Linked DNA regions of Mus musculus: region 2 is linked to region 1. The links are chromatin contacts, called in public HiChIP or PLAC-seq maps. All regions are on one chromosome and are shown on one strand. The core of a region is the stretch at or near the end of the contact, and the rest is flanking DNA. Distances in the headings are between cores, read along the strand shown. Region 1 has its middle 33 kb from the start of Gm52717. Region 2 has its middle 61 kb from the start of n-TGccc3.

Region 1 (5,531 bases), core at 2,714-5,213:
TCCCCCTCTTCCTTTCCAACTACTTACCTCCAGGTTCACCCTCCTACTGTCAATCAACTTTCTCTCACTAGGGCAAAATGACCTCAATAATTAACCTTTTAAAAAGCAAGACTCACTTGAGCTCCAGACTTCAGAGGGCTCCGTCTGTGGTCACATGGTCCTTTGTTTCTGGGACTCGGCGGAAAGGTCATGGTGGGAAACATGTCACCCGCAGCATTGCTCACCTCATTGCTCACCTTGAGCCAATCAGCTTCCAGAGTGTCTGTCTCTGCGCCCGCTTAATTGTGACCAAGCCTTCCCAAGTTTGAGAGGACGCTGCTGCGTCGGTGAAGAAGCCCTCATAAGCTTTGGGGAATACATTTCCCATCTAAATACCGCTACACACTCGAAGACACATCGTCTTCCTAGCTGGCACTCACTGGGGTTCTGTGTTTTCAAACAGTATTCCAAGGCGTCACCGCTCATGAGGACAAGGCCTGTGCAGCGCACTGCTGTCTGCACGTGAATGTGGCTACTAAAAGAGCCGCCTGTCTTTACGCACACTGGTGACCAGGCAGAACAGGCAACCTAATCAGAGTATCGATTCCGTTACTAGGGAAAGTATTCAAGTGAGGCTCATAGGGATGTGGAGAAAAGACCCTGGTCTCAGCTAACTGCCCGCCTTCCCAGCTTGTCATCTGTCCTCTAGAAACCCAGAGACCCTTAAGTGGAAACACTTTAAGGTGAACAGAATTGCGGCAGCTCTATAAGGAATAGCTCAGTGGAACAGGATGTAGGTACAGATGGGTAGGTGAGAGGGAGAGGGGAGAGATTGCCTTAAGAGGGGCCAAGCTGTAAGTAATCATGACTGTATAGCTTGTGTTTATGGTTTTATTGAGAGACCATGGACAAACAATATGAAAAGATAGTGACCTGACTCTCAATGAGCTTTTGGAACATTTCAGATGTTGGAATTTTGGATTAGGGATCCACAGGTGGTAAAGCCAATGAAAAAATCTTCCCAAATATAAAAACAAAAAGATAAAATGTGTCTGGCTCCAAGCACTTTGTATATGAGATACTCAACTTACCTCAGTACACACACACACACACACACACACACACACACACACACACACACACACACACACACACACTGAGCCTATACACTTTTCCATTTATATGAAATCCTAACCTAATCTGTTGTGATGAAAGGCAGACGGTGCTTCCCTGAGATTGCTGGGAGCAGTGGAAGTTTGAATGGCAGAGATGCATCTGAAACTACAAGCGATGGAAACGAATGTCGGACTGAGCACGGTAATGGTTTCATGTTTATAAACACATGTTGAAAACCCTCGGATCGTATACAAAGTCAAGCTACTATCTTTTCATATTGCATGTCCATGCTACCTCAATAAAACCATAAACTATACCAGTAGTGATTGCTTACATTTTTTCCTTTTATTGAAAATAGATTATTTTTTCCTCACAAAAATATATCCTGATTATAGTTTCCCCTTCCTCTACTTCTCCCAGTTTCTCCCCACCTCCCCTCCCATCTGAATCCACTTCTGTCTCTCATCAGAAAACATGGAGGCTTTTAAGGGATGATAATAAAACATAACAAAATAAAAGCTAATATGATAAAGCAAAACCTAATCCATCAAAGTTGGATAAGACAAAAAGATGGAAAAGAGCCCAAGAGAAAGTAGGAGAATCAGAGACTCACTCATCTACACACTCAGAAATGTCACAGAAACACCAAACTGGGAACCATTAATATGTATGCAGAGGACACAGTGTAGGCCCTGTGCATGTTGCCTCAGGCTCTGTGAGGTCATAACTTTTAATCTTGTCGACTTAGAGGGCCTTGTTTTCTTGGTGTCCTCTGTCCCCTCAGGATCTTACACTCTTTCTGCCTCCTCTTCTGTGGGGTTCTCTGAGCTCTGAGGGGAAGAATTTGATTGAGAACACATTTACAGGCTGGCTGCTCCAAGCTCTCTCACCCTCTGTACATTGTCTGGCTGTGGGTCTCTGTATTGGTTCCCATGTGCTACAGAAGGAAGCTTCTCTAGTGATGGCTGAGCAAGGCACTGACTTATGAGTATAAGAGAATGTCATTACCAGTCATTTCATTGCATTATTTTTAAGGACAATAGTGTTTGGTTTTACCCCAGGCCCCTAAGCTGTGTAGTCTCTGGTTCTTGGTCATTCAAGCAAGCAGTGTTGGGAAATGGCTTCCATCTTGTGGGGTGGGTCTTAAGTCAGATCAGTTATTGGTTGGTTTCTTCCACCAGCTTTTGCCACCGTTGTCCTAGAGAATCTTTCAGGTGTGGCACCAATGTAGATCAAAGGACTTGTGGCTGGTTTGGTGTTTATATTTCTCCTTCGCTAGATTGCAGGGTACCTTCCTGTACCAAAGAAGTTAGAACACAGGAGTGAAGGGTCTCTGTAGGCACCTGTTCCACTTTTCCATATTCAATAAGTTGTATAGATTTTGTCTTCAGTAATGGGCCTTGCTGTCAGTTTGTGTAGAGCAACCTATAATCTTGGCAACAGTCTTGTTTGGGGGTTCCCGTGAGACTGTTTTGGCCAAAAACTTAATTAGATGTAACTCAATCTCAATACTGGAAGTTTCATTTGGTGACAAGAGATGGCCAGGGCCATGTCTCCTCATTATTTGGCAGTTTCATGTAGATCAACTTCATGTACACACATACACACACACACACACACACACACACACACACACTCATGGAAGTGTATATATACACATATATATGTATATATGTGTGTGTGTGTATGTATATATATGTATGTACATATGTATGTATGTATGTATGTATATAAGCTTCTACTGTATTAGCTGTTTTATATTACTCTCAAAAGGCCCTTAATTTTAACCACCCCTCCCTGTGTTCCTTCCCTTACTCCTCCTCTTCCTTCCCGCTTCCCACTTGATTCTCCCATTTCAGCCCCCCATTCATCCATAACTACCTATTCTATTTCTCTTTCCTAATGATATCTATCATTAACACTGCCCCCTCCCTCATGCCTAGCCCCTTACTCTATACCTATCCTCTGTGGTTATATGGATTGTGGTTTGATTCTCAGTGACTTAACAGCTAATATCCACGTATTTGCCTTTCTGGGACTGCAATACCATCGTGCTGGGCATGGTAGATGCTATTCCTAACCCCAGCTCTGTGGAGGTGGAGGCAGAAGAATCAGGAGTTCAAGGTCATTCTCTACTACATAGTGAGGTCCAGGCAAGGCTGGGATGCTTGAGACCCTGACTCAAACATTCAAAACATTCATATGTGTGTGTGCATACGTTTATATGTAATCAAACAAAATGCAGCACTGTATAAAATGAACAGTATGCCATGGTCCAAGGCTGGTTCATCATGTGAACACCAATGTCAAAACTATAGTGACAGGAGACAAATTCTTGGTAGGACAAGAAGGACAAGAGGAAGGAGGAAGACTTGAGGTGGTAGAACTGCTCTATTCTTTGACTGGGCAGTAGTTATTAGATTGAAATTACATAAATATTTAGACCTATATGTTCTCCCAAAGTAAATTTTTACTGAGTGTGAGTTATGCATAGATTTAAAAAAAAATGTAGTGGGACCATAGACAAAACAAATATAACAGATGGTCCCTGCTGAAGCAGAGTGACAAGTAGGTCAAGTATGGAAGATTCCAAACCAAAAAATCAAACCCTCACCATAGATAGAGCACACCCCTTGACCTCACCACCCCTCTTTGTCAGTGAAGAAAGATTCGGCTAGACACAGCTACCCTCACGATTTTGCTCTAATGCTCTCTGTAGTCATTTCAAGTTTGTTGCTGAGCTCATCAATGACCTCCTGACCTTCATGTAGCCAAAGCGAAAAGCCATCCCTTTTCTTGCATCCCTGCATCCGCCCCACCTCTCAGCATCATTTGTTAGTTTCTCTTCTCGGTTTCGGTGGCAGGCGTTGCCCATGCTCACTCCTCAGTGTGGTTTTTCTCTCTTCACACCTTTGTAGTTTCACTTTGCCTCCTCTGTACTAATCCTCCAAACATGATGTGCCGAAAGGCTAGATCCTTGACTCATGACAGTTGTGTGTGTGTGTCAGTTTGACACAGTCAAGGGACCTCCGTCAGATTGTCCTACAGGCAGCCCTACATGGCATTTTCTTGATTGATGGTTGATACGGGAGGCTCCAGGCCACGTGGGTGGGACACTGCTACCCTGGCTGGCATAGGTAGCGAGAGTGAGCCTGAGAGCAAGACAGCAAGCAGTATCCCTCCATGGTCTCTGATTTACGTTCCTGCTTCAGTTCCTGCTCTGACTTCCCTCTGTGATGTATTGTGAGATGTAAGATGAAATAAACCATTTCCTCCCCAAGTTGCCTCCCATATTGGTGTTTATCGCAGCAGTGGAAAGCCAGGCAGAACAACCCCTATTCTCTTTCACTCACACTCTGTGCCAGTGGCTAGAGACTCTGGCTTTAAAGACCGTTCATTGGCTTGTGATTGACACATTATCACCTGTAGCCTTGACGGTATGCAGAAGTTTCAGACTCGCACATCTGGCATCCCACTTGACACCTCTATTTGGAAGTCTAGCCAGTATCTATCTCAAAGACAATGTGCCTACAATATTAAAATAGGCCTCTCTGTACACCTTTGCCCAATCCACACATCCCAGGAAATGGCTCCACCCCCCAGCCTCTGGAGTTTAAAGCTCACAATCATACCTGAGTCCTCCCTGCCCCCATCCCAGTAACAGCTATACACTTCTGAAGCATAACAAATGCCTTTCATTTTCATTTCTGTTGACGACAAGACACCATATTCTTAGCTTACCTGCTTGCTTTCCTTATTTCTTTCTTTCTTTTATTTTATTTTATTATTTTCTTTATTTACATTTCAAATGCTATCCCAAAAGTTCCCTATACCCTTCCCCCCGCCTTGCTCCCCTACCCATCCACTCCCACTTCTTGGCCCTGGCGTTCCCCTGTACTGAGGCATATAAAGTTTGCAAGACCTAAGGGCCTCTCTTCCCAATGATGGCCAACTAGGCCATCTTCTGCTACATATGCAGCTAGAGACACGAGCTCTGGGGATACTGGTTAGTTCATATTGTTGTTCCACCTATACGGTTGCAGACCCCTTCAGCTCCTTGGGTACTTTCTCTAGCTTCTCCATTGGGGGCCTGTGTTCCATCCTATAAATGACTGTGAGCATCCACTTATTTGCCAGGCACTGACATAGCCTCATACGAGACAGCTATACTAGGGTCCCTTCATCAAAATCTTGCTGGCATATGCAATAGTGTCTGGGTTTAGTGGCTGATTATGGGATGGATCCCCGGGTGGGTTAGTCTCTGGATAGTCCATCCTTTCATCTTAGCTCCAAACTTTGTCTCTGTAACTCCTTTCATGAGTATTTTGTTCCCTATTCTAAGGAGGAATGAAGTATCCACACGTTGGTCTTCCTTCTTGATTTTCTTGTGTTTTGCAAATTGTATCTTGGATATTCTAAGTTTCTGGACTAATATC
Region 2 (5,255 bases), core at 1,158-3,657, 160 kb before region 1:
ATCCTGCTACCAAACCCCCATCCAATTCCAAAACAGTGACCCGGGGCCAGAACCTAATCCAAAAGACTATAAAGCGACATCCTGACAAGTTGCCATGGCAACCCCTTAATGTCAACTATTCCATGTCCCACGGCTGAGAGTCTCATTTTGAGTCTACTCATATTCTACTATTTCATGTTATAACAACCAACTAAAATGCAATTTGATATGTCAGCAGCCAAACATAATATGAGATGCCGCTTGCTATTACAGCCAATAATAAAAGGCTTCTAGTTGCTTCTGTTCCAAAAATACAGCAAATCACCGTATATTCTAAGTCTGGTTTTCAAAGAGAGGCTATTTTGCCAGATTTCCTCCATTTTAACTAATTAGTCCATATTTAAAGCGTCTTGGCGATGAAGAGAATTCTAGTGAAAGCCAGACATTATTATTTTCTCAACAGGAGGAAATAAGCTGATCTTCCAGCCTTCAACAGACACAGTATATCCATCCGATCCAAAGTGAACGGATCTGACTATGATATAAACCTTCTGAGGGCACAAGCAAGTGTGCCTTCTAGGAATCTCACCCCTTTTCCACTGAAGGAGAGGGCAATACTTCTAAGGCTGACCTCCAAATACGCATAGCGTTCTGTGTTAGCCAGGCACTCCCCCTGATCCCCACGCTGTACCAGTTCTCCAGGGGAGGCTGCTCGCTTACATAGACCTGGGTTAAAACCCACCCCTGCAGGCAGCCACCCCTCCTCTCAGGTGAAGCAGAGCTGAGTGGAACCATGAGGAGAGCCCCTTTGAGCAATTCCCACCTACTAAGGGGGAAAAAACCCTAAAATGCCATCTTGCAAGCATCAGAACTATTTTTCCTGTTTCTCAATTACCAGAAAAGTTATTGGGAAAATGTCCATGAGATAAACAAGAAACCTAGGACGACAGAGAGATTAAGACGGAATATACACAAACCAACCAGTCAGTCTATAAGAGGAACAGTATTTCATACTACGTAAGATTTTTAACCCTAAAATTAAGGGTATTATAAGAAGTACTCCCAAGGGCTTTAAGCCAACAATTTTAAACCAACTCAAATCTCTATGCCAGTTTGCATGCTGTTTTTCCAAAATTTTAACAGATTTCCTTTTTCCTTTAAGACTTGAAAATCAGCCAGTCATGATGGCACAAACTTACAAGCCCAGCACTTGGGAGGCTAAGACAGGAGTTTGTGAGCCTGAGACAGCAATGGGCCTCTAGCAGGCTGGAGGTCAGCCTAGGCTGTATAGGAAGACCCTGTCTCTAAAACAAAAGGAAATAAAGACCAGTTTCCCTTTCTTCCTATCCTCAGAAAAGCTGCCAGAAAGTTCAGATCTAGTTTCTACCAAGTCCTTAAATGTCCTTTTGTTGTGTCTAATTCTTAGACACTTTTCTTCCTTTCTGCTGTCTGTTTAACAGGCAGCATCTCTGGACCCAAATGAAATCATTTTGCAGTGACTCATTCAGGCTACTATTCAGCTAAGCCTCAACTGCTTTTGCTGACTGCTGATCCAGTCTGTCTCACGTTGGTCCGAAGGATGGGAAACTATATGCTCATGAAGAACATTCGATTCAATTCACATAGCAATGTGAAAGTCTCATGTTCGTTCTGATCACCTGTTGAATTTATGAGGTGAGACCCGCACCAGAGTCCTTTCTGTGTCTCCCCAGCCTGTCCCAGAGAGCGCTGGTGGGTTTCCATCTGCATGTACTTACAGACACCACCTCTAGTAAAAATCCCCTAGGTCGACTGGCCTGAAAATATATATAGTTAGGTTTAAATTTGCGTATCTCAATGCCTATGTGACCATGGGCCAGTTTCAAGTATTAAATCTGAAATTTGGAATGACAAAGAGAACGCTTTGGAAGAGTTTGTGTGATTAATTAACGCTTGTACAGTCCTTACCAAATACCTGGTATTCCACAGGCAACACTCACTACACCAGCAGTTGTTGTAACCACTGTCAGCATAAACATAGTGGTTTAAAAACTATTTAAAAACAGTGGTGGTCAGTGTAGCTTATTGTCTTTAGAGTCCCCACTCCGTCCACAGGCTCACATGATGTCCCTTCAGTCCCTGGTGATGAGACAGTAGTACTGTAACGGCGTGTGCCAGGCACAGGACACAGCTCGCTTCACCCAGTATTCATGCTCTCAGAAACTGAGGGTTGAAGTTGTTTTTTTTTTAATTTTCCTTAAGCCCAGACATGCATTCTACGTGCGTTCCCTGGGCCTACAGTGAGAAGCGACAGGATGAGGAGAGTCCCACTCCTCGTCTCCTTATCTCCACCTTCATCAGCCACAGATGCCTGCACCAGGGTACTCTGGGCTGTGCAGATTGGGCAGCTGGTGATGTAGTTCAGTTTCCTGGAAATACAGGCAGCAATTTCCTGTGGCTTCCTCTGTTTTTGATGTAGAGATGAACACATGTAAAGACTAAACACATCAAGGGTCAGAGCTTCAGTCACTGATTCCAGGAATGCTGAAAAAACACTGTAATGTCTTCATAAACAGATCAAGAGCAAAGTCTAGGCTGTCTTCCATGCAGCACGCCCCCTGAGAGTCCATACAGTAAGACTGAGAGGTGACAGTGAGCACGAAGACATGCCATGTCTAGAGTCTGCTGCCTCAACTGATGAACACTGATGAAGAGACACTTCCTGGAAGGGCAGAGCTCTGCACGAAAACAGCTTGGAAAAGCTCTTGTCTGTTCACAGGACCTCAGTCAAGATTTCTCCAGAATCAGAGGCCAAGTCAAGAAAAAGGTTGCTTTTTGAAGTGGAAAGCAATAAAAATGTCAAATGAATGAAGCTGGCCATACAATAGTCTAACAGTTTTGGAAGAAAGATAGCAAGGTACAGTTGATCGCTCACTGAAGGTGTCACTGTAGGTGTTGAGGACAAGCAGCAATGAGGGAAGCCATCTTGGCCAACAGTCCCATATCCTAATGCTAATGAGGTGGCCGAAGTACCATGCACGCTTGCATAAAGCTCATGTCTTTCATGGTAGACTCCGAATGGCTTTGGAAGCCAGTCTGACTTTTACCACTTACCAGCTAAGCCACCCTGGGCCAATGATCTCACCTTTTCTAAACCTCCACTGCCTGCTGTGATCTCTGTTTGCTCATCTCTGCCTTGCTTCCTTTGTGAAATGCTGCTCCTGTCCATCAAAGGGGACAACCATGGCTATAGCCAGCTGCCTGGCCCAATATCAAATATAACAAAGCACTAAGTGGTCTGCACTTTTCAATAGAAAAAGTCTTGGTTAGTACAGCTGCTGATTTATAGAAGTTGCTGTGATTAAACAAGTCACACCAAGACGATGCATGAGGCTGTGGGGAAGGCTCAGTGGATGAAGTTTATCCCAGGGCTTGCACACACTAAAGGCAGAGCGACAGTGAACTGCTGCAATCCCAGTCCTGGTAGCACGGACATAGAGGGCCTATTCCTGGCCAGCTAGGCTAAGCAAATCACCAAGTTCTGATCGCTGAGTGGAAAAGGCTGTCTGTGTCTTGAAGGGACTGGGGCTAAATGTTAAAGCTGGAGACTATGTGGCCAGGAGCCTAGGCAAAGCTATTCTCCCTTACCCAGGAACATCAGGGAGAGTGTTTTTAAGGCCTGGGAGGAGTTTAAAGTACAAAAAAGTGTTTCAAAGTTAAATATTCATTTCCTACTACATGCTGCTAGGACCAAATGTATCTAACAGGCTCAGAGACATCCTGGTTCTCTGACTTCTCTGTAAGCCACACAAAATTCCCCAGCTGTTGGGCCCAGGATAGTTTATTTCCTTAGACTCCCTCTATTTCCTGCCACTTTAGATACCTCACAGAATGGTTCCTTCTGGTTTTAACCAGATAAGTGCTGAGAGCTCGCTGTGACACCACTACTCTCGGTGAGCATGTTTTGTATTGCAAGAGCATCTAGCCATATCTATTGGGCTTGTAGCATGACAGAGCTTGAGAGAACAGAAATGTCTCCCAGAACAACCCCTCCAAACCACCGAATTACACCACAGTCCCTTCTTGCCAACTTTTCTGAATGAACCTGTTAGGAAATATCAAGATCTACCGTGTGTTCTGGCCACAAACCCTCTGACAAGGAAGAAGGCTATAGAGAAGGTTAAGTCCAGAGCAGAGCGCCATTGAGACAGAGACTGAAGGCTCTGAAAAAGGTGTGTGTTAGGGGCGTGGGGGTGTGGGGGTGTGTGGAATGATCACAGAATAAAGTGGAACACCCAACAAGGTCTTGCAGGGACAGCCAATGAGTCTGAATTTAAAAAGCAATTGGTCATGCATTAATACTTAATGGGCCTCATTACTGTTTAGACTAAATCAAAGCAATAGATATCTTCCTTAGTCAAATTTATTTATGCTAAGCACAAAATAATATTCCTTATAAATCTATGGAATTTTCATAAGTCTTAAATTCTTCCCAGGGAAATGTAGCTCCCTCTGTCAATTATCCATCTATCCACCCATCACAGGAACAAAAATTCAAGGAACTCCTTAAAGCATGCAAAGAAAAATTATGAAAAGACACACACCAGCCAGATACATTTCAGGAGTGGTTGCCATAGAAACTCGTCAGTAGGTTTCATTTTTAGAGTTGTGCCTTTTGATAAAATAGTAAGTTTCTTGGAGTATTACACACACACACACACACACACAAATAGCACAACTGCTGATGCCCAACTAAAATGCTTTACAACTACTTATTTAAACGAGTTCTCCTTTTAGGATGCCAATTATCTGTAAAGAAAACAATCCACCCTAATGAGCTGGCTGCCAAGGCTCACTCTTCCTCACTCCTAGGTATTTCATATTGAGTAGAAGCTGAAGTGCGGCTGGTGTAGGCATGAAGAGGTCAGGTACTTGTCAGGAACCTAAGAAAATAAGACCTGGTGTCGAGAGGCTCCTGACAGCTTTCAGCCACTGGTGCTAACATCTTCCAGGCTATCTGGACAACTGCTTGCTTGTTCAAAGGCTTTATTAGTTAGGTCTCCCTTTTCTATGACAAGGTGGCTCTCCATCACCTGTGAGAAATGATACTATGTTTCATCTTGGGGGAAGATACTGTAACACTGCCACTGTACAGAGCTCAGCCACTATCTCCTTTTCATTTGTATTAAACAACTGCTTGCTGTGGGTCTGAGTTCAGAAAGCACATACTGCACTTCCCGTTCTGAAAATTAAGGAAATTACACATTCTAACATAGAATCAGAACAGTAGTCACTAA

Evidence for each region. HiChIP or PLAC-seq counts read pairs in DNA pulled down with a chosen protein or histone mark.
Region 2: a contact with region 1 is called in a BATF HiChIP or PLAC-seq map of CD8 T cells, with 9 read pairs. The contact joins two enhancer-like sites. A contact is called at or near these places in 3 of 115 datasets of contacts at active chromatin or transcription factors (CD8 T cells, effector CD8 T cells and large pre-B cells).

What each region holds. Positions count from the first base shown.
Region 1 is chr4:32,125,478-32,131,008 of GRCm38.p6, reverse strand. No RefSeq gene overlaps it. Among named protein-coding and RNA genes, the nearest start is that of Gm52717, 33 kb to the left of the region's middle. Within about 2 kb of position 3,963, at least 22 of the 459 cell types and tissues checked have an H3K27ac peak or open chromatin away from gene starts, as enhancers often do. A contact at or near this core is called in CD8 T cells and effector CD8 T cells, where this site is marked.
Region 2 is chr4:32,288,798-32,294,052 of GRCm38.p6, reverse strand. It overlaps a transcript of Bach2 not described here. Among named protein-coding and RNA genes, the nearest start is that of n-TGccc3, 61 kb to the right of the region's middle. Within about 2 kb of position 2,407, at least 52 of the 459 cell types and tissues checked have an H3K27ac peak or open chromatin away from gene starts, as enhancers often do. A contact at or near this core is called in CD8 T cells and effector CD8 T cells, where this site is marked.